6 separate regions of the Mus musculus genome follow, and regions 1, 2, 3, 5 and 6 are each linked to region 4. Evidence: chromatin contacts called from public ChIA-PET, Hi-C, HiChIP or PLAC-seq and promoter capture Hi-C data. All regions are on one chromosome and are shown on one strand. Each heading gives the region's core, a stretch centred on a gene start, on an enhancer-like site or on the middle of the called end of the contact. The rest is flanking DNA. Distances are from core to core; before and after follow the strand shown. Region 1 holds the start of Polm (polymerase (DNA directed), mu). Region 2 holds the start of Osm (oncostatin M). Region 3 holds the start of Ube2d-ps (ubiquitin-conjugating enzyme E2D, pseudogene). Region 4 holds the start of Ap1b1 (adaptor protein complex AP-1, beta 1 subunit). Region 5 holds the start of Aebp1 (AE binding protein 1). Region 6 holds the start of Pold2 (polymerase (DNA directed), delta 2, regulatory subunit).

What was found. Promoter capture Hi-C pulls out the DNA fragments that hold promoters and counts their contacts. Hi-C and Micro-C count contacts between places; a contact is called where the count stands out from the background. ChIA-PET counts read pairs in DNA pulled down with a chosen protein or histone mark. HiChIP or PLAC-seq counts read pairs in DNA pulled down with a chosen protein or histone mark.
Region 1: a contact with region 4 is called in a Hi-C map of B cells, with 7 read pairs. The contact joins the promoter of Polm here to the promoter of Ap1b1 in region 4. A contact is called at or near these places in 1 of 484 Hi-C or Micro-C datasets (B cells) and 2 of 115 datasets of contacts at active chromatin or transcription factors (astrocytes and extraembryonic endoderm stem cells).
Region 2: an H3K27ac HiChIP or PLAC-seq map of embryonic stem cells shows a contact between it and region 4, with 6 times the contacts expected there. The contact joins the promoter of Osm here to the promoter of Ap1b1 in region 4. A contact is called at or near these places in 3 of 39 promoter capture datasets (embryonic stem cells, hippocampal neurons and stem cell-derived epiblast-like cells), 2 of 15 datasets of contacts at CTCF or cohesin (the NIH/3T3 cell line and embryonic stem cells), 1 of 484 Hi-C or Micro-C datasets (bone marrow-derived macrophages), 6 of 115 datasets of contacts at active chromatin or transcription factors (T-cell acute lymphoblastic leukemia, bone marrow-derived macrophages, embryonic stem cells and 1 more) and 1 of 9 other capture datasets (embryonic stem cells).
Region 3: a contact with region 4 is called in an RNA polymerase II ChIA-PET map of memory CD8 T cells, with 6 read pairs. The contact joins the promoter of Ube2d-ps here to the promoter of Ap1b1 in region 4. A contact is called at or near these places in 1 of 39 promoter capture datasets (liver) and 2 of 115 datasets of contacts at active chromatin or transcription factors (large pre-B cells and memory CD8 T cells).
Region 5: a contact with region 4 is called in a promoter capture Hi-C map of liver, with 2.6 times the contacts expected there. The contact joins the promoter of Aebp1 here to the promoter of Ap1b1 in region 4.
Region 6: an RNA polymerase II ChIA-PET map of memory CD8 T cells shows a contact between it and region 4, with 14 read pairs. The contact joins the promoter of Pold2 here to the promoter of Ap1b1 in region 4. A contact is called at or near these places in 5 of 39 promoter capture datasets (the C10 cell line, hematopoietic stem and progenitor cells, liver and 1 more), 2 of 115 datasets of contacts at active chromatin or transcription factors (memory CD8 T cells and pancreatic cancer cells) and 2 of 9 other capture datasets (adipose tissue and liver).

What each region holds. Positions count from the first base shown.
Region 1 is chr11:5,836,619-5,840,109 of GRCm38.p6, reverse strand. Polm (polymerase (DNA directed), mu) reads left to right here and starts at 2,094. Exons shown (of 11, transcript NM_017401.2): 1 at 2,094-2,549. The coding sequence starts at 2,359.
Region 2 is chr11:4,235,086-4,238,685 of GRCm38.p6, reverse strand. Osm (oncostatin M) reads right to left here and starts at 1,901. Exons shown (of 3, transcript NM_001013365.2): 1 at 1,773-1,901; 2 at 144-280. The coding sequence starts at 1,803.
Region 3 is chr11:5,760,224-5,763,893 of GRCm38.p6, reverse strand. It overlaps Ube2d-ps (ubiquitin-conjugating enzyme E2D, pseudogene), which reads right to left and starts at 1,744. Exons shown (of 7, transcript NR_015577.1): 1 at 1,654-1,744. It also overlaps a transcript of Urgcp not described here.
Region 4 is chr11:4,985,249-4,988,830 of GRCm38.p6, reverse strand. It overlaps Ap1b1 (adaptor protein complex AP-1, beta 1 subunit), which reads right to left and starts at 2,007. Exons shown (of 21, transcript NM_007454.3): 1 at 1,780-2,007.
Region 5 is chr11:5,860,373-5,864,043 of GRCm38.p6, reverse strand. It overlaps Aebp1 (AE binding protein 1), which reads right to left and starts at 2,178. Exons shown (of 21, transcript NM_009636.3): 1 at 1,646-2,178; 2 at 1-105. The coding sequence starts at 1,892.
Region 6 is chr11:5,876,452-5,879,992 of GRCm38.p6, reverse strand. It overlaps Pold2 (polymerase (DNA directed), delta 2, regulatory subunit), which reads left to right and starts at 1,737. Exons shown (of 11, transcript NM_008894.2): 1 at 1,737-1,801; 2 at 3,004-3,280. The coding sequence starts at 3,061.

The DNA.
Region 1 (3,491 bases), core at 845-3,344, 850 kb before region 4:
CAGGTCTCTGTCCCCTGCTGGGCCTGTCTCCTGAGGCCACCTGTTCTTAATTAAGGAACTTTTTGGGCCTGTTCCTTGGTATGTATGAAGGCATACACAACATTGTTTCTATCAGGAGATTAGGCCACACCTCCCTTTTTTCTTAAGGGCACCTCGTATTGGAGACAGAGAGCAGCACACATCTGGGCTGCCCCTTCTCAGACTCACTTCCCCACCACATGACTACCACTGTAGGACTGAAACCCAGACAATTTCCATATGGGAATCTGAAGTCTTTGTTCTGTGGAGTCTTTGTTACCACCCGAAGACCACTCTCCAGGAAGGGCAACTCCATTCAAGCACATCTTAGCAATACTAGGTCCTGGACCTACCAGGTAACTATGCATCCTGCTGCTAGCTCTGCTGCAAAAGCTACCTCCAGTGCCAGGATAGTCACAAACAGGTCTCTCAGCGCTCCAGGAGAGATCCCTTCCTTTCTCCACCTTGCACAGGAGGATTACAGACCTGCCCTTTAGCCTGCTCTGGGACTCTCTTAGGCACACAGACACATATAGGACACTCAGTACTCACAACCCACAGCCAGCTCAAACTACTTTCAAATGGAGTCCCTCCTTTCTCAGGTTGGAGTGCTGACAGTGCAGCTATGCCACCCTGCCAGGCCAGGATTTAAAGTTACATGTGGTTCCACTTGCCATTCTTTTCCTCCAGTTGGTTGTGCTCCTTAGATCACAAAAATCTTCCAATGGGGCTGGAGAGATAGCTTGGGAGTTAAGAGCACTTGCTGCTCTTGCAGAGAGCCCAGGTTCAGTTCCCAGCCATCTTTAACTGCAGTTCAAGATCTCTGCCCGCACCAGGCATACACGTGGTGTACATGCATGCATTCAGGCAAAACAATTAAGCACATAATTAAAAAAAAATTTTTTTAAGGGGCTAGAGAGATGACTTATTGGTTAAGAGCACTTGTTCCTGCTGAGGACCTGAGTTAGATTCCCAGCATTCACAGGGGCAGCGGCTCACAAATGTTCTTAACTCAAGTTCCAAGGATCTGAAACATTCTCACTCGACGGCACCAAACATGTACGTGGGGTACAGCTACACATGCAAGTAAAACACGAAGACACAGAAAATAAAAATAAATACATCTAATAAATATTTTTAAAAATTAAAAAAAATCGAGTGTCACTAATATAGCTTTGGTTTCTTTTTCGGATTTAAATGATTGCTGATCCGTCTGAGATCTGCTTAATGTTAAGCAGTTTGTAAGGGGGCCAATTTTTTTTTTTTTTTTTTGACTATGGCATAATGGGGCATAGGAACATTTCTGACAAAAGATCCAGTGAAATAACTGAACAAAGGGTATCAATCAGGACTCAAAATCCTTCCTAATGTAACTATAAAGGAATTTTAATAAGTTTAATCTATAAAATCCATAAATAATGCTGTTCCAGATGAAGAGCCACTGGAATTATTTTTCTTCAATCGGGGAAAAAGGGCACATAGAAACCATTTCTGTTCACTTCCACTGGGATCTAGTCTTTTTTTTTTTTTCCCCAATTTTTTATTAGGTGTTTTCTTACTTTACATTTCAAATGCTATCCCGAAAGTCCCCTATACCCTCCCCCGCCCTGTTCCCCTACCCACTCACTCCCACTTCTTGGCCCTGGTGTTCCCCTGTACTGAGGCATATAAAGTTTGCAAGACCAAGGGGCCTCTCTTCCCAATGATGGCCGACTAAGCCATCTTCCGCTACATATGCAGCTAGAGACATGAGATCTGGGAGTACTGGTTAGTTCATATTATTGTTCCAACCTATAGGGTTGCAGACTTAACTTTCCAAATGGAACGCCAGCTGTCCCAATGCTGTTCGTTACATTGGAAAACGTTTTCACCCTCCACCAGCTCACATGTATACTACTCAAACTCCGTTCCCCTCTGCATACCCAGGGGAAGTGGCGTGGGCGCTCTGTCACCAGCAGAGGCAGTGGAGGGTTATCCAGGACTTCTCATATGGCCAGGATAACCTGAGACCCCGCCCTCGGGGGCGAGGAAGAGAGGCCGAGACTCCGCCCCCGAGAGGAGAAAAGTGCCCGCCCAGTACGAGGCGAAGCCCCGCCTACGGGCCCAGGCTACTCTAAGGTCTGGGAAACCACTGGGGCTTTCTATGAGAGTAGTTCAAATAAGAATCCTCGGGCGTTATTTGCATAGAACTGGGGCTTCCGATGGGAAGCCAAAAGCATCCTAGAGGGCGTCTCGTTTGCATAGAGCAGACACCACTTCCTCTCTCCTCCTTCCGCCTTCTTTCATGACCCTGCCTTCCTTCGTTCTGCGGCTTCCTGTGCTTCCAGAGTTGGTGCCCAGATGCTTCCGAAGCGACGGCGAGTGCGAGCTGGGTCCCCACACAGCGCGGTAGCCTCTTCCACGCCGCCCTCGGTGGTGCGCTTCCCGGATGTGGCCATCTACCTTGCGGAGCCGCGAATGGGCCGCAGCCGCCGGGCCTTCCTCACCCGCCTGGCGCGGTCCAAAGGCTTCCGCGTCCTAGATGCTTACAGGTGTGCGGCTCCCGGGAGGCCCCGATGGTGGTGGGATGCCATCCCCCTCCGGGAGCTGGTGTAATTGTGCCCGTCACCCCAGGGTAGGGACTTACTGTGGCCCAGGGCGGGAGCTGGCGCGCAGCTGTGACAGCAAGCAGCACCTGCGGCTTTGGGTTCCAAGCCAGCCTCGGTACTTCGCGGTTGCGGTACGGTCTCCAACCCGGAGTTCCTCTTTTTGAAAGGATGCCATCGAGTCAGAGGCTTCTTAAAGAGCTATAAAAGAAAGAATGGTTAGTGAGAAATATTTGCTAGCTGCATTCCCTCCAATGAGCCAGCGGTCAAAGATGTCCTGAGTTTGCAGACGTCACCAACTAGCTCCAGTAGAGAAAATGCCCAGGGCAGTGGAGTAACTGAGATTGAGGAGACTAAAGGAGCCTGTGCCCGTGTAGCTGGCTAGTTTGTTTGCAACTAACTCCTCCCTCCACAAATGAAACATTCTTTTTGTTTGTTTGTTTTGTTTTTTTTCGAGACAGGGTTTCTCTGTGTAGCCCTGGCTGTCCTGGAACTCACTCTGTAGACCAGGCTGGCCTCGAACTCAGAAATTTGCCTGCCTCTGCCTTCCAAGTGCTGGGATTAAAGACGTGCGCCACCACGCCCGGCTCAAGACTACACTTAAAAGAGTAGAGATAACAATTTGGATTTCGTGTGGCTCTACATTCTTACCACAGCCTGACAAGGTGGCCTGCATTGGATTTTCCCAGTGTAAAGGAAATATAAATACGATGCTTTCCAAGTACATACAACAAGAGTCTGCCTACTGGGGTTTGAATAAATAGGGCAAAATTCTTGTGTCTTAAAATCTTAGCAGAATGGTATGCCAACCTGTAGTCCTGGTACAAGGGTACTAGAGTTCCAGGCTAGCCTGGCCTACAAAGCAAGTCTCTAAACAGCAATTAGCAT
Region 2 (3,600 bases), core at 652-3,151, 750 kb after region 4:
AACCAACTGGGAGCGGAGCAGCTCTGCCGTCCCTAGAATGCCTCAGTTTCCCCTCCTGCCCCTTCCTGGTCCTCCATGTGTTCACTCTCTCACTAGTCCCCAAGATTCTCTGAGGTTCAGGTACCCTAAGGGCTGAGGCTTACATAGGGCTCCAAGAGTGATTCTGTGTTCCCCGTGAGGTTCGCCTGATTCTGCAGCTGGCTGAGGAGCTGAGAGGAAGAGTTGGAGCAGCCACGATTGGCCAGTGCCATGCTCAGGATGAGGAGACTGAGGGTCAAACCTGGGCAGAGAAGAGCGCATCAGTTACCTGACTGGTGGTTGTCCAGCCCAGGGGAGGAGCTGGGCACACAGTAGGGTCTGGGTTTGCACAGAAGCACTCACTGGGGCTACCACCTTCCACCATAAACCAAACAGGGTGAAGGAGATGGTGGTGGCTGCAATTTCCCTGCAGCTCTTCGGGGAGAGGTTGGGTTGTAGCCTCCAGCATCCCTGTCCTGACTTTATGGCATAACGAACAGACAAGAGAGTCCTCTATAAGATATCTGGCCTCATACAAGGGTTAGCTCTGTCCTAAGACTGACAGGTTAAGTTCCTGACTACTTTATAGACCTTAACATTCCCTGTAGGCAGAATAGAGTTGACCAGGGGTCTGTCCTGAGGTGCAGCCCCAGGGCAGCAGGTCACCTAAGCTCTTTTCACAGAGCCAGAAAAAGCACCTCTCCACTCACTGGGCCAGCCAGTGCTGACGGCCATTCTGCTGAAAGGTGAGCAAGATGCGAGAGGAAAGCCTGTCCAGGTCACCCATGCTCAGCACTCGCCCTGCCCTTCCTGCCACCGACACACGAACCCCTAACACACGCACACACCAGGACTGCTGGGAGCCCAGGAGAAGGTTGTAGGGGTGAGGGCAGATGATCATAGTTCCAGCTCGCAGGCCCCCACCCTCACAGGCACCGGCAGCCACGTGGTCGGAAGGGGCCTGTGGTGCAATGGCCCGGAAGGCTACGACACCATCCTTCCCTTCCTACAAACCAACCAGCCCCACCCCACCCCACCCCCTCGCCCCTGGGGAGGGCCTGTAGCCCAGGCGTGCCAACCACAAGTCCCCTCCCCATCTTCCCCCGTGTCTGCAGCTACACTGCCAGTGAGGGTCCACAGCGAGCTTGTAACAGGTGCACATGGACCAGTGCCTGTGGGGGTGTGCCCGTAGACCTAGGTGAGGCACTGCAGTACCTGCCCCGGTCACCGGGGGTTCTGGTCTGCAGGTGAGACTTCCTACCTTACTGAGAGGGAGGACCTGTTCCCACATAGATGGCTCTGCTTGCCTGTCCCCGTGTGGGTGTGGCTGTATGAGTGGCGGGATGATCTAAGGACCTCTGGCTTGGCTGACTTTGCATCTGCCCCAGACCCCGAGAATTGAATCAGAGCAAGAAGTGAGCCCCTTGCTCCATTTCCGCGCAGATCTGGAACTTCCTTCTCTGCTCATCCCCTACCTGCCTTGGGCTTCTCCAGACTCTTCTCACTCTTTCTCCTCTTCCCTCATGCCCTGGTCCCCGGCATGGTCTCTCTCACGCCTCCCTCTGGAATACCTTCCAGAAATACTACGTTTCCACCTGTGGCTATGCTGGGGTCTCAGTGGATCCCTGCCCTACTAGTTCTCCCTCTCGTCCACATCCTTCACTTGATCTACAGCTCCCAAGGGCAGAGGGTGCCTACAGCAGCCAGTTGGCCCAGCTGCGCCCTGGGATGGTAGAAAGGAAGGAAGTACTTACTGAGCAGTGTTCTTAGAAGCCGTGTCTGCATACTGGGTCCTGGTACTCTGGCCCGTGCCTCTCAGGGGTGACACAGCTTGGCTGGGTGTCCTGCAGGCTGGCAGCCACTTTATGCCCGACGGGGCGATTGGCCAACATCTCGTGAGGTGGGTGGGGAGGGGGAGGGGGAAGGGCAGGCCTTCTGGGAACATGACCCCAAAAACCAAAGTCTCCCCAGGCGGCCAATGGGCGCCATGCGCCATGACATGCCCGCTCCTCCTCCCGTTTTCTTCGAATTCGTTCTTCGAGGTCAGCCCCACGCCCAAGGATGATGTAAACCGCAGCCTCAGCCTTCTTGGGGTGAGCGGGCAGCACGGGGGTCCGTATCATCTTCAGGGATCAGTCCAGGGGTCAGAGCACGACTTGCAAGGGAGGCCACCCCTGGTCCAGAAACTACCAACCTCCTAGGACACGAAGGTTTAGGGCTAAAGGGAGCCAGACATCTTCCTTGTTGAGTGCCCTTCCCACCCTCTCGCTTGGGCTGTCGGGACATCTGTGAGCGGAAACCACCAGGCTCTGGGCACAGAGCCAGACTTGGGCCCCAAAGATTGTGCCTCTAATCCCAGGTCAGCATCTTCTAGCCCAACTCATTTCCATTGTCTCTATTAACTGTCCTCGCCCAGCCTTCCCAATCCCAGATCCTCTCTCTGTAGACAGGGTCCTTTAGGACCCTTGGAGCAAGAGAAATTAGAGAACGGGTTCAAAGCTTGTGACACGCTGTGTCGCTGTGTTGTCTGAGGCAAGTCACTCAGCTACTTTGAGCCCCACCTGAGAAAGCGAGAGAGAAAAGCACTCCTTGGTTCACCCCTCAAGGTCACTGCCAACATGGACATAAAAGGCAAAAAAGCCTTTGAAGAAAAAAGAAAAGACTAGGCTTGAATTCCAAGTACTGGTTTTCAGGGGATGGGATGGAGGGGGCGGGGGAGACCGGGAAGCTGTGAGCTCAGAGGGGAAGCTGGAGGGAGGGGTGGGGGAGCTGCGACAGTTGGACACAAGGTTTCACTTTCTCTGAAAGATAGCGATCCATCATGGGTGGGTCTTCTGCTTCTCCGCACTGAGGGACTGAGGCCCAGGCTGAGCCAGATCCACAGGCCATGCTTGGAAGCCACAGCACATCTGCCAAGCTAGAATGAGCATCCTTAGGCTGTACCTGCTGTTGGCCCTCATATATTCATTCAACAACCCCCCCACTCCCTATCCAGGAGGCGACTGTGCCCCCATCCACATATTCTCTGCACCTAGCAGAGTGTCCCCCTTGTTAGCAACTCCCCAGTACAGTCTAGACTAGATCCTTCTGAAGTCTTCATTTCCTCCTACTGAATTTCTTACCTCTGCCCACTCCAGGGTGCTGTTCCCTAGGGCCCTGGTCAGGGATCCTTCTGCATTTCATATCCGTGATGTCATCCTGGGACAGTCCCTATACCCCTACACTCAAGCTCTCACTGTGATAAGGAGACAGAGGGAAGCTCCAAGCAGCCCCAGATCTAGCCGGAGAGTGTTATGTCGTGCTTCTCGGAACCCATATGTTGGCAAGAGACCCTCCTTCACCTCAGTTGTTCCTTCCTCTCTCCCATGGACCATACACTACCTCCTCTGTTTAGAATAAAGGTGCCAAGGGGTGACTTGCCCTGTTGGAGGACACCTGCACAGTTGGGGGAGGTGTCCAGAGCCGGATGGCGTGGTACACATTTGTAATCTCTATTTCTCTAGAGGCTGAGACAGGACTGTGCATCAGAGGCCAGCCTGGGATAGACAAGGGGACTGATCTCAAAGCAAAATCAGGAGCTGG
Region 3 (3,670 bases), core at 495-2,994, 780 kb before region 4:
AAGTTGCAATGTATTTTGTATTGTGATATTATTATGAGCTCTTGGGGATAAACAAAAAAAGAAAAGATTATGGTTTAATAACAATCTATTGGTATATTAAGTTGATAAGGGGTCAATCGACTTGGAGGGTCATTTGGGAAGAGGTAACCTCAACCCAGCAAATCCCTCCATCAGACTGTCCTGTAGACAAATGTCTGAGACATTTACTTGACTGATGTAGAAGAAAGAGCCCAGTCCACTGTGCACGGTGCCCTAACTGGCACATGGTCCTGGGGTATAGAATAAAGCAAACTGGCACACACCAGCAAGCAGCCCTGCTCCATGGCCTCTTCTTCAGTTTCTGCCTCCAGGTCTCTGCTTTGGCTTCCCTCTCCTCCCAAGCTGCTTCTGGTTATGGTGTTTATCACAGCGACAGAAATCTAATTGAGACACATAACCTGGATCCACTTGGTGGAAAGAATCATGCTAATGCTAAAAGTTAGGGTCATAGGGCTGGAGAGATGGCTCAGTGGTTAAGGGCATGAACTGCTCTTCCAGAGCTCCTGAGTATGATTCTTGGCACCTACACAGGGCACCTTACACCCACATATAAGTGAGCAAATCTTTTTTTTTTTTTTGGTTTTTCGAGACAGGGTTTCTCTGTATAGCCTTGGCTGTCCTCTGTAGATCAGGCTGTCCTCGAACTCCGTCTGCCTCTGCCTCCCAAGTGCTGGGATAAAAGGTATGCAACACCACGCCCGGCCCCAAATCCTTTAAAAAAGAGGTTATAAATACCATTTTGCAGTATAGAAAATCCCAACTAGGGTTGGTGAGATGGCTCAATGGGTAAGAGCACCCGACTGCTCTTCCGAAGGTCAGGAGTTCAAATCCCAGCAACCACATGGTGGCTCACAACCATCCGTAACGAGATCTGACTCCCTCTTCTGGAGTGTCTGAGGACAGCTACAGTGTACTTACATATAATAAATAAATAAATAAATAAATAAATAAATAAATCTTTAAAAAAATTCCAACTATTAATACTATGTGAAAACATGGATCATAAATTACAGTATAATGCAGGGTATGGTGGTGCACGCCCCTCGGCAACCAGAGGCAGGAGGATCTCTGTGAGTTTGAGGCTGGCCTTGTCTACATAGCGAGTTCTGGGTCTGCCAGGAGGCCGTGTCTCAAAAAACCAAACCAAACCAAACCAAAACGGAACAAAAAACAACTTAGAAATATAAAATAATTTTCTTTAGGAAAAGGACGAAAAGTGGATAGGCTAAAACGTTAACAAATGGTAAAGGGTGGATTGGTGGCTTCTTTTTCTGAGATGCAATTACCAGGCTCTAGGTTAATGGGCTAATACAAACCTACGGGATGAAATTCTCCCGCAGCTCAGCCTCTCGTGCTAGGCACCCTGGGAGACACCCCTCTGCTTCCCTAAACTCCGCCCAAAGCTGCGCGCGCACGTGACCCGGTCGCATGACTCCGCCCCCGCGAGTCGCCCGCCAGAGGCACTCAGCCACCTCCTAAGTCTGCGCCGACCGCGGCGGAACTCGCGCGGGGCAAGTGTCAGTGCGCCCTGCCGCACCTCAGCCGCGGGGTTCTATTCGCTGCGACAGCCCGCAGAGTGGACGGGCGGGAGGACCCCGTTTCCGCCACTCTTACCTTCTGGATCCGTTTTAGAGCCATGTTCCCGCTGCTCGTGCCCCACCGGCCCTGCGGGGCAGACTAAGACGGCCGCCTGGGCCGCAACGCTGCACGCCGGGAACGGCGCTCTACGCGTGCGCGCCGCGGTGCGCTGTGGGTAGCTAGTGCGCGCAGCAGTCCTGGGTCTGACCACGGAGTCGCGCACGGTCAGTTACTCGGCCACGGTCACGGCCCTGTGGCTCTGGTTTCTGCTAGGCGAGGGGCCTGGGCACCAGGACATGCCTGAAACCGCAGGTGCCACACGCTATGCTCTCTGCCCCTCCCTGGGCTCCTCCCCAGGCTGTCACTTAACTCCTGAGCTTAGTGGTTGTCAGCGCTGTAAGTATACATTCACTTTTATATGCTTTCTGGGCAGAAGTGTTACAGATATTTCTGAATACGCGTAGGTGCTGAGCACAGATGCATCTACATGTCTGGAGAGCTGCATTTTCAGTAGTACTTAGTTGGCTTCAATGCACTGCCGCTATTGAGACTCAGCCTGAAAGTGCACATCCCAAGCTAAACTCTGCTTCCCTTTCCCCAAGACATCGAACTGTTTAAGACCAAGTGTAAAGAACTTAGTGGTATGTCACAAAATCTGTGTAATAGATTGTAGCCAACATCTTGGAAATGAAATAGAATATGGCAAAATACATAATATCAGCGTGCCTCATACAGTAAAGAATCTGGACTCTCTATATAAATAATCATATATATTGTTTCCAGACAGATAAACCTAATAGGGTATGCTAGTGCAGTTGCTCTGGACCAAAGGTGTTCCAACACCAGACTGGGCTACATAGTGAGTTTGAGGCCAGCCTGGATTGCAGAGTAAGACCATGTCTTAAAAAAAAAAAAAAAGCCGGGCGTGGTGGCGCACACCTTTAATCCCAGCACTCAGGAGTCAGAGACAGGCGGATTCCTGAGTTCAAGGCCAGCCTGGTCTACAAAGTGAGTTCCAGGACAGCCAGAGCTATGCAGAGAAACCCTGTCTGGAAAAACCAAAAAAAGAAAGAAAGAAAGAAAGAAAGAAAGAAAGAAAGAAAGAGAGAAAGATCCCCAAAGGAAAATCTAAAACTAGAGGAGCTGAGGAGATAGTAGATAGGAGTGCTTGTGGTGCAAGCATGGGGCCCTGAGATCATTAGTACCCACAGAAAAGGTGAGGTTGGCTACTCATGTCTCTAACCCCAGCACTGGGTAGCCGGCATGACAGGATCCCTGGAGCTACCTTAGCATAGATAGTGAGATTCCAGTTCAGTGAGAGACCTTGCACCAAAAGCAGTAAGGCACAAAGAGTAGCATTTACTCTGTCATATATCTGGCATTCTACTCTGGCCTCTGTCATGTTCCTGCACATACGCATACAAACCCTGCCCAAAACAAAAACAATGAATCGAACACTTAAATGGTTTCCCAGCCAGATTCCTATATGCCATTCACCTATTCTCCTAGTTTATCCTAAACACATGTCATGAACTGTCCTCTAAACTATAAGCCTTACCAAGCTCCACCCTCTTCCAAAACTCCACAAGGAAGATCTGTGGCCTGTGGGAATACATTCAGGGCTCTCTGTGATCCCTTAGGGTCTGCTGTCTTTAAGTTTTACTTCCTTACCTTTAGTTATGCTATTGTGGTGGTGGCTCATGCCTTTAATCCCATCACTCTAGAGGCAGAAGCAGGCAGATCTTTCAAAACAGGGTCTCTGTAGAGCCCTGGCTATCCCGGAGCTCACTCTGTAGACCAGGCTGGCCTTCATTCAGCTCACAGAGATCTACCCATCCTGCACCTTCTATCATTTAAAAAAAAAAACCATTTATTTAATGTATATGAGTACACTGTGGCTGTCTTCAGAAACACCTGAAAAGGGCATCAGATCCCATTACAGATGGTTGTGAGCCACCATGGGGTTGCTGGAAACTGAACTCAGGACCTCTGGAAGAGCAGCCAGTGATCTTAACCACTAAGCCATCCCTCCAGCCCCATCTTCTATATCTTT
Region 4 (3,582 bases), core at 758-3,257:
GTCACACAACTGGGAAGCTGCTGACCTGGGGCTAGAGCCAGGAGCTGACTGGCAGGGAGTGAGTGCTCATTCCTCTGGACCTCTGAGCCCTTCAGACTACTCGGTGTGAAGCTTCCAGTCAACCCACACTCATCAGATGATCTCTACAGAGACACGGAAGGTCTGATTCTTGGGGACTAGCAAAGCCCTCTTGACAGTTCCTAAGACGCAGACCTCTGTTTATGCCCCTACAAGTTGCTTTATCTTCAATTATCCCTTGGAAGGATAGGGATAAGGTGACATTATTAAGTTTCTGTGAATCCAATGGGACTAGAAAAACATCACAGAGCTCATGACAGACAGACAGACAGACAGACAGAGGAGCTAGCTGGGTGTGGTGGTTCAGCTCTGTAATCAATCCTAGAACTTGGGAGTCTAAGGCAAAAGGGCTGCTATGAATTCAAGACACATGAGATATCCTGGCCAGACTGGGACAGAGTGAGACTGGAAAAAAAAAAGGCAATTAATGTAACATTTTTACTTACTACTTTTTTCCAAAAGAGCAAGGAAACTTTCACAGGCTCATTTCAGTTCCTTGCACTCAAGAGGAAGTAGGAAGATAGTAAGTCTCTCTTGTGTTGCTGTCAGGGAAACTAAGGTATAAGGAAGGAGCAACAAAATGTCTCTAAAGGAAAAGAGGCTCACACCCCAGGTACCAAGTCGCCTTCCCATCTCCCACGCAGACCAGTCATCCCAGGCACCATGACAGGCCAAAGGCCATCCTGTGGGCCTGTTCCCCTAGAACCTAGGACCAAAAGATCCCCCAAGGGGCCCCGTTGTTCCCCTCTTTACTGCAAAACGAATAAAGTGCAAACGGGATGAAGGGGTTGTCTGGATATCAATTCCAAGAATAGCCCAATAGGCAGGAAGACCTGAGAGCCAAAACACTGACAAAAACAACCTGGCCGAACAGCCTCCTAAGTTGAAAGTGTATCAACAGCTCCTCCTAAACATCGGATCAGACGACAGGTGAGAAGGCTGCATCCTGACACCAACTCACACAATATATTGGCGACAATATATCAAGTCACTTCTAGACCCCAAGCCAGCTCCAGGTGCCTTTCTCCCCGAGCTTTGAAGGTCTCTGGAGACCTACATAGGAAGCCTGATTTTGCCTCTACTACTCGAATGACCTTCCGTGTGTCATTTAACCTCCCGTGCCTCGGTGTCCTCGCGAGTGAGAGGGGGAAAGCAACAGTAGCTACCTTACAGAGGCAGCTGTGAGCTCAGTACACAAAGTGCTTAGCACAGAGGTTCGAAGTCAGGAAGGGCTGGAGAACCAGTGACAAGACATTCTTGTGGTGTTAGAACTAAGACAAGTGCTCCCATTCTGTCAACGTGTCCCTGAGGATCCAAAGGACGAGGGGCGGGTGGCAGAAGGCCATTTCTAGATGTTTGCCCCGTTTTGGGGGGGCGGCGGCTAAGAGATAAGGCCCTGAACGAGGAGGCCTGAGGTTGGCCGAGGAGTGGGAAGGGACAAGCAGGGCGCAGGGGAGGCCTAAGTGCAGGAGTCTCTCCGAACCGGACTGCGGACCTGAAATGACGGACGGCTTGACGCCGGGCCGCCAAGCCGTCGGGAATGAATGAGCACGCAGGCCTTTCACCTTCGCCCTCTCGCGGCTCGCAACCCTCCAGCGCAGCGTCCTCTCCGTGACCTCTGACCTCGCAGACCCCCCCCACTCCTCGGACCCCTTCGGGTTTGTTTGTTTTCCTATCTCGCCGGGCTGCCTTTTTCCTCACCCACAAATCCAAACGGCTCCGGGTGCCGCGGCTCGGCTCGCTTCAGCAGCAAAATGTCCGCAGCCTCCGCCTCCCTCTCCTCCGGTGCGTCGCAGCAGCCGGCGGCTCCAAGCTCCACGGCTGTCACCTGCCGAGCGGAAGTAAGAGGCCCGTGCGCGGAACTTCCGGTGGACGCACACCCCGGGGGCGGGGTCGAGGGTGCAACCTGGCGGGAGGGGCTGGGGACCTGTTGGGCGGGGCCTGTGTGGGAAGGGCGGGGCCTTAGCAGAGCCGGCTTTTATGAGAATTGAGGGCCTGGGCGGGCCAAGCGGCTAAGTTCAGGCTGGGATACCCTTGCTCAGAATCCCTGGCCAGGCTCCCTCTCAAACACCATGGAATCGAAAGGGTCTTGGAAGACTTTAAAGTTCATCTCTTTCTGAGTTACAGATGGGAAGACTGAGGCCAACGTTGTCTTAGGAAAAGGGAAAGTCGGAGCTACAAATCTGATCAGCTGCTGGACTGCGCCTGTCTGCTAGGCTAAAACGAGACTTTTTCTGCTGCCCTTGGAAAATTCATTGTTCTAAAAGGAAAACATAAGCTACGTCCAAGACTTCTTATCCAAGGGATACTTCACAGTGAGACCTCAACTGATACAGCCATTTCATTCCTGACTTTGGTCCTATTAATTTTCTCTTTCTAATAGATAACTTGTGTTCATCCCCTTTAAAACATTATAAAACTTCTATTCTAGCATTTTTATTAAACCAATAATATCTGCATTGCAGAAAAAAAGAAATATATTAGTGGGGGCTGGAGAGATGGCTCAGTGATTAAGAACACTGGCTGGTCTTCCAGAGGACCTGAGTTCAGTTCCCAGCAACCACACTGTGGCTTACAACCATCTGTAATGGGATCCCATGCCTTCTTCTAGTGTGTCTGAAGACAGCGACAGTGTTGTACTCATACACACAAAATAAATAATTCTTTTTAAAAAAAAAAGAAATATATTAGTAAGGAAAAAAGGCAAAACCAAAACACGTAGGCTCCTGAGAAAATCGTTTTTTAACACTTGGTTATCCTCCTAGATGTAATATGTCTGCCTTTTTATTTTATTATTTGTGTGTTATTGATTTGAGACAAGCTCTTGCTGTGTAACCCAAGCCAGCCCCATTGTTGAGCTCACAGTGATGTACTATCATGCCTGGTCTATGTAGTGCTGGGATCTAACTCAGAGCTTTTACATCCTATGCAAGCACTCTAACAACTGAATCGCTGTCACCTTGGCTGACCTGGAAACTGAAAAACCAAGCAGAAGTCTGCCTGCCTCTGTCTCACAGTGTTGGGTTTAAAGGTGTGCACAACCACACCCAGCTGTTTTTACATTCTTTAAAGTTTTGTCATAATATAATTATGACAAATTGATAAAATAGTTATGGCAAATTGATAAAATAGACAAAATAGAATTCCAGATGCTGGGGTGAAGAGATGGTTCAGCAGTTAAAAACACTGGCTGCTCTTCCAGATAACAGGGGTTCATTCCCAGAACCCACATGGCAGCTCACAGCACCCACATGGCAGCTCATGGCATCTGTGACTATAGTCCAAGAGGATCTAAAACCCTCTTCTGACCATGCAAGCACAGGTACATGCACATATGAACATAAAATAAAATAAATAAATCTTGCCAAGTAGTGATGGCATACACCTTTAATCCCAGATGGATTCCAAAGTTTGAGACCAGCCTGGTTTACAGACAGAATTTCAGGACATCCAGGGCAAAGGTTAGGCTTGGTGGTGCATGCCAGTAATTCCAGTACTTGGGAA
Region 5 (3,671 bases), core at 929-3,428, 880 kb before region 4:
TTGGTTTCTTGGTGGGCCTGGTAGAGCCCTCCAGGGGTTTTGTGGCTTTGGGGCCTTTGTCCTTCTTTCCTTTCTTCTCTTTGTCTTTGTTTTTTTCTGGAGGGACTGTCAAGGATGAAGATGCAGGAGCAGACAATCAGAGCCTAATCTGTGTGCCCACATGGTCCCCCTGGATGCCCAGAGCCTGGGTGTGAGGGCACCTGTCAGTCCCTGGTCTGGTACAGATCAGGAAACTGAGGTTAGCCATTTGCCCAAGTGATAGAATGAGAAACCTTGTCCAGGCATCCTATCTGTACATCCAGAGTGAACAGCAGCAACTCTTGGCTGCTCTGAAGTAGTGAGTTCAGGGCATGATATATAGAGAGACATCTCTGTCTGTCCAAACCTCCATGGGGTCCTCATAGTCCCTAATTCACATGTCTGCCTAACCCACATGCCTCACAGCTCAGTGCCAGGCATGGAAGGTACAGGGAAGAACCTGAAAGAGCAGGGCTACCCAAGCAAACAGCCAGGCAAATTAAAGACTGTGGCTTGGCCTTCCAAGAGCCTCCTTTCAAGGGAGAAGAAAAGCTTCAAAGAGACAGTCAGGCTGGGGATGTAGATCTGCCCTAGAGCAGTCAGTCCCCTGGTATGTAAGGCCCTGGATTTGGTTCCTTCCCAGGGAGGAAGGCAGGCAGGCAGGCCGGCAGTCACTCCGTAGGTCTTGAAGTCCCAAAAGGTTCCCGTTGAAACTCAAAACCAACAGGAGGCCCTTATCAAGGACAGAGGGAGAGAGAGGCAGGTAGGTAGTTCTCTCCGTGCTGGCTCATCTCAGAGAAGTCAAGTAGCAGGGGCCACCCTTCTAGCACCCTAGGAGCTGCAATTGCTGGGTGCGGAGAATTTAATGGCGAATGGGAAACACACAGGCAGCTGGCTGAAACACAGGGAATACAGCAAAACATGCAGCAGGAGCAGGGTCACTTGGCAATGTCCAGAACGTCTTGGTTGCTGGAGGCAAAGTGTGCAGGGAGGTGAGGGTAGGGAGAGCAGGACAGATCTACAGCAGTGGGGGCCGGAGGGGGAGTGGCTGACCTCAGGAATGATGAATGGTGCCTTACAGTCTCCTGGGAGAGAGATCACAAGATCCGTTGCCACTCTCCAGAGGGCCATGAAAAACAGCTAAGATTTACTGACAACGATTGCATAAGAGGCTCGGGGTTGCATGCCTCCGGGATGCTATCACCTCGCTTAGTTCTGACCATCTCAGACTGCCCACTTTCACCTGGAAGTCTTCCTCACCCCGCTCCCCTGTCTGTGTTCCTGTGGGAGAAGAGGAGGCAAGCAGATGCCTAGGCTTGAAGCTTGCCACTAAGAGACTAGGGCCAGTTCGGAGAGGCGAATCACAATTTCCCACTCGTCCAAACCTACACTCTCTTGAGACCTGGGATGAACAACTTGGGCGACCTCAAAAGCCCAGCGCCACCCTATGCTGAACACACACCTCCAGGTTTCCAAACTCCAGGACAGAACTGCTGCCTGGCAGTGTGTTGCCTTGCGTTGCCTTGGAGAGACATTCCTCACGGGGCAGCATGGGAAGTGGCTAGACCCTCCAGAGCCCCTGTATGCTCACTTGATGCCATGGCCACCCATGTCACCAGGTTCTCACCTTCTACATCTGCCCGCTGCTTGCCCCCTGCCTTGGATTTGCGGGGACGCTGGGTGGGTTCGGGAAGCGGCTGGACTTCCACGTCGTCTTCCCGGGGCGGGGACTGGGTCTCCAACTCCGAAAGGAAGCCTTCGAGGAACTCCTCGATCTCGTCGTCCGTCAGCACCGTCTGTGGGTTCCCCTCAGGGCACAGCGTCAGCAGTGCCAGGAGGCCGCAGAGCAGGGATGCGGTGCGCACTGGAGCCATGGCTCTGGGCACGCGCGGGAGCCGGGCGGGCTTGAGCAGGGACTTGGGTGGCAGGGGCAGCGCCCCGCGTAGGGGCGGGAAAGGGCGCGAGGAACGTGGGCGTCAAGGGTATCCAGAAAGCGGTGGGAAAGGGAGATTCAAGGAGAGCAAGGGGCTCCAGGAGAGGTTCTGGCGGGCCCAGCTCCGGCAGCAACTGGGCGCTCCTGCCCCGCGTGGCTGGCTCTCACGCGGACCGCCCTCCAGAGCGCTTGCGACGGCCTGGCCGGGGCGGGGGCTTCGGGTTTCCGGAGGGGGAGGAGGAGGAGCCGGCCTTGGACCGGGGGCTGCGGGGGAGGGAGGCGGAGCAGCACGGAGCCCAGACTAATAGCAGCGTCAGCGCCCAGTTTAGAGGGTCTGGGTGCAGGGCGCCTAGCGGGGAGGAAGGCCTGGGAGAAAAGAATGCAACAGTTATGGGGAAGGGAGTGTGCGGAGTCTAAGGAGACCTGTGCTCTAACCCGCTGTGCCCTTTGCTCTGAGCCCAGGGAGATTGCTAGGGGAGGGAGGGAGTAGGGCCCTCGAGGGTACTGGCGATCACCTCCTTTCCACTTTCTGGAGGTTAGCTCTTCAAAGTGTCACCTGCTGTGTGCTTGCACAGGTGTCACCTTTGTCCAGTTATCACCAACATCCCAGGTCTTTGGAGCCAATTTTTGCGAGGAAGGCTGTGAAAAGCTGTTCTCAGCAAGCTGCTGTCCTTATGGAGATAGGAGCCCCACTTCAGAGCTCAGGGCTCAGGTCCCAATGTGGAGTAATAGCTATTTCTCTCCTTCCTCTGACCAGAAGCGGTTAAAACAACAAATTGTTTACAACAGCTTCAGCTATGGCTTCTAGAATACAAACGTTGGCTGGCTCATAATGGCCATCATAGCTAAGCCCAGGAATGCCAGAGCATTTACCCATGAAGGATTAAAGATGTGAACGTGGGCTTGTAGCAGCCATAGGTCCAGGGCAGTGGCAGGCAGCTTTCAACCAAGGTGGGGAGGCACTCTGATAAAAAAGAATAGCGACCCCCAGATGATTGACATGGGAAAGTTTACATCTCAGCTGGAAGAGAAAAAAGAAAAAGCAGGTCAAGAAACACCAACACGATGCCACCTCCTCAGTCTTTCACCCTCACCCTCACCCTCTCTGTCCAGCATGAGCAGGGAGAAAAAGGGGAAATTTTCGGGTACTGGGCTCTGTAACCCACTGCTCTCAGGGAGTAGGCAAGCCCCTCCCGGCAGTCTCCTTTCTGGCTCTCCTTGAGGAAGCATGGAGACTATGCCAAGAACTGATGTGTGTGTGAGTGTGTGTGTGTGTGTGGGGGGGAGGGTCTAACCCATCTTAGCCCTCCTAGCTGTCTGACTCAGCAGGGGAACTCCGTGTCCACAACTTACTATACGCATATTAAATGGACCACCTTTCTGGTTTATTCGATTTTTTTGAGACAGAGTTTCTCTGTGTAGCTCTGGCTGTCCTGGAACTTGCTCTGTAGACCAGGCTGGCCTCGAACTCAGAAACCCACCTGCTGCTGCCTCCCAAGTGCTGGGATTAAAGGTGTGCACCACCACTGCCCGGCTAAATGGACCACTTTGTGCTGTGCCTAGCACACACGATCAGCCCTTGCATCCCACAGGCTGTTGGTCCTCATCCACTTTGCTCCCCCTCCCCCATCCCGGGACAATCCTCTCACAGCTAGGCCTCCCCATGAGAGACTTCAACCTGGTCGCAGAGCAAGAGTAAAGCAAGTCTCACTCATGGTCA
Region 6 (3,541 bases), core at 488-2,987, 890 kb before region 4:
AGATCTTTCCAGGTGTGTGAGCATCATCAAGGTGACCAGCACACCTGTCCTTCCTTGATGTTCCTGTAAGGTGAAATAAACCTTGTTCCCCAAGTCGCCATTAGCCATGTTTATCACAGCAATAGAAACCTGACTAGAACACCTGTAATCCTAGCACTCTGGAGGCAGACATCAGCCCTCGGAGATTAGCTGGAACACATAGCAAGATACCTGGCTCAAAACACAAAGTGGACGTAGGGCCAGGCAGGGATGTAGTTCAGAAGGCAGAGTGTTTGCTTAGCCTGCATGAAGCCCCGGGGCTCACTCTCCAGCACTGCATAAAACTCAGGGTAGTGGCACGTGCCTGTAACCCCAGCACTCCAGAGGTGTAGACAGAAAGATCAGGAGTTTAAGGCCCTGTTGCTACACCATGGAATATATTAGACCCGTCTCAAGGAAAAAGTAGAAATAAAGATATTCTGGGATAAAATTTGATGAGTCCATTTCCTTAGACATTTACTGTAAGGAATCCTAAGGAGAGTCCTGCAGACCAAAGGGAACAGCAACCAAAGAGTAAATGGAGAGCTCCAGTCAAGGGGCTGCACAACAACGAGCTCTGTGTCATTGTAACTTTGGATTTTAATTCTACAAAGTGGTTTCAAATCCATCAAATGGGGTTTGTTCCTGGAACACAAGAACGTTGCAACATAATCAAATATGCAACAGGCTACTTGAGACAGTAGGCAAAAATCCGCACTCAGCCCAGCTTACAAAGGAAAAAATACTCAACAAACTGAAACATTAAAAACAAATGATTTAGCCGGGGGTGGGGGTGCACGCCTTTAATCCCAGCACTTGGGAGGCAGAGGCAGAGGCAGGTGGATTTCTGAGTCCGAGGCCAGTCTGGTCTACAAAGTGAGTTCCAGGACAGCCAGGGCTATACAGAGAAACCCTGTCTCGGGGGGAAAAAAATGATTTAATTCATTATTAAAACAGGAACGAGGGAAACCTTGTCTCAAAAAGCAAAAACAAACAAAAACAGAAACAAGGGGCTGGAGAAAGCTCGGTTGAGAGCTCTTTCAGAATGGCTCACAACCATTTGTAATTCCAGTTCCAGGTGACACGGACGCTCTCTTCTCGCCTCCGAGGAGACTGACCTCACATGCGTGCAGGCAAAACACACCCACACACAAAACAAAACAAAATAAATTCAAAATAAAACAAAAAAACTTAGTAAGCCAGAAGAAACCTACCTTAAGTAATAAGTTTCAGACTGAGTAATTAGGCAATTTTAAAAAGGAGCAATGTTACCACTGAAGTCTGATGCACTTGCAGTCAGGGTGTCTTAGTGTGAATTCTAGCTTTTCTCACTAGCTGGGTCATTTTGCCTGTTTCCCTGCCTGTGAGATGGGAGAAATTGTTCATGCTTCCAAGGGAATCTGAGAAGTCAGGGTGAGAATCACAGCGCAGGATAGAGTGGGAGGGAAGCTTCAGCCACACAGGAGCCACCAGACCCCCAGCGCTCGGGGAGAGCAGCATGAGCCAGGCGCCCAGCCTCACTACGGCCCACGCTACCCAAGGAGTTCACCCGATGAGGCCCAGCCGCAAACACCGCATGCGCACAGGAAACCCAGTGCTAAGTGATGGGTTGTCCCGGGAACCGGAGGCGTGACTCCGCGTTTCCTCGGTCCAGAGGCGGGGCGCACGGGGATTGGCTGGATGAAGCGTGCAGCGATGGGCGGGATGGGGCGGGAGGCGATTGGCTGGATGCGCCGATGGGCGGGACGGGCGCGCAGAGATTGGCGGGATGCGGCGTGGCGCGGTGAGTGTGCTGCTGAGCGGGGTTAACGTGGGTCCTGGGTCAGACTTGGCGGTACCTGGACAGCGGGCCGGGGTCTTGAGGGTGCTTCGAACTGTAACATGGGCCCGAGCTGGGCGTGTCTGCTTCGGGGCAGGTCTCCCGTCGGGTCCGGCCTGGAGCACCGTGTGGGCCGCTGCCACCACCGTGCGTTTTTGGCTTACATCCAGTTTACATGTGCCCATTTGGCAAATTCATAGGGTCCGCTCCCTAAGCCAGAGCTGCGCATTAAAGAAAGCCGAACCAGCTAGGGGAATTTGAACTTTGTAATAGCTGTACCAAAAAAAAAAAAAAAAAAGTAAAATGAAAAAGAAAGCTGTGTTCAAAACTTCCGTTACTACATCCAGCCTGTTGTCGTCTCAACTACGCATGAAGAATATGTTGAGATACTTTATACTAAAGTCCGCTGTGCATCCATCCCCAAGCACATCTTAGTGGGAAGGGGTGCAATACAAGAAAACAAACCTCTGCGCTGCCGGAGCTTAGGCAACAGTTGGAGGAGGCAAAGTAAATGCTTGAGAGATGATAATGATGCAGACAGTTGAAGTAGCAATGCAGTCAATTAGATATGGGAAGGTGAGTTTTAAGGAAAGACTTGAAAGGGAAGAGCCAGTAAGCCTTGGGGAAAAGGAGAGGACCCAGCAGGAGTAGAGAGGCCTCTACTTGGAGCCCCTGCTGTGGAAGGGACACTTGGAAGGAGAAACAGATAGGAGGGGGGAGCTGTTCTTAGAGGCCCAGAGCTGATCTTACAGGTCGTGGTAAGAACTTGGGGTTTTATTTACTGAAAAGCAACCTTTGGGGGGTTTTGAGCAAAACAGGGGCAGCTTTATGCTTTATTTTTTATCACTAATTATATTATGACAGGCTTCTTCAGTGATGCCTGATAGCATCCCTAGAGGTAGCAGAGGTCCCAGGGAGCTGGGCAGAAGCAGATCAATAATTCCATTTGAGGGTATGCAGAATTTGAGACCCTGGTGATTGGGTAGAAATGTGGAGAGGAGGAGGTGATGAACAAGGTTTGGAACGAGCTCCAGGTTGTATCTGACTAGGTTATAGGATGACACCTCCGGACACATGTGTGCACATTGTGGACAGCGTGGTTGGGACACTAGGGGAGCTTTGGGTACAAGAAGGGATTGCAGGAATGCCTTTGTGTGTCTCTGCAGTGATAACTCCTCGGCCTGGACACAGCTGCTTGGACCAAACAAGCCAGGAGTGCCGCCATGTTCTCCGAGCAGGCAGCACAGAGGGCCCACACTCTGCTCGCCCCGCCCTCTGCCAGCAATGCCACCTTTGCCCGGGTACCTGTGGCAACTTACACCAACTCCTCACAGCCCTTCCGACTGGGAGAGCGCAGCTTTAACCGGCAGTACGCCCATATTTATGCCACCCGCCTCATCCAGATGAGACCGTTCCTGGTGAGCCGGGCGCAGCAACACTGGGGTAAGTTTGGGGTACGCTGCTCCCAGCAGCCCAGCAGCTAGAACTAGGACCTTATCTAACCTGGAATACTTTCCAGCTACCATGGAATGGCCCCTTCAGCTCCCTGCTTCTTCTTAAAAGTGAGGATTAAATTAACCTGTGTGGTTAAAGTTGGGTTTGGCCCAGAGTCTGGTCAGAGGTAAGGGCTAGGTTCTGGCAGTGATGGCTACTGTTCCATCCATGGAGGAAATGGTCTTCCTATCCTTATTGTCTTCAGTGTGA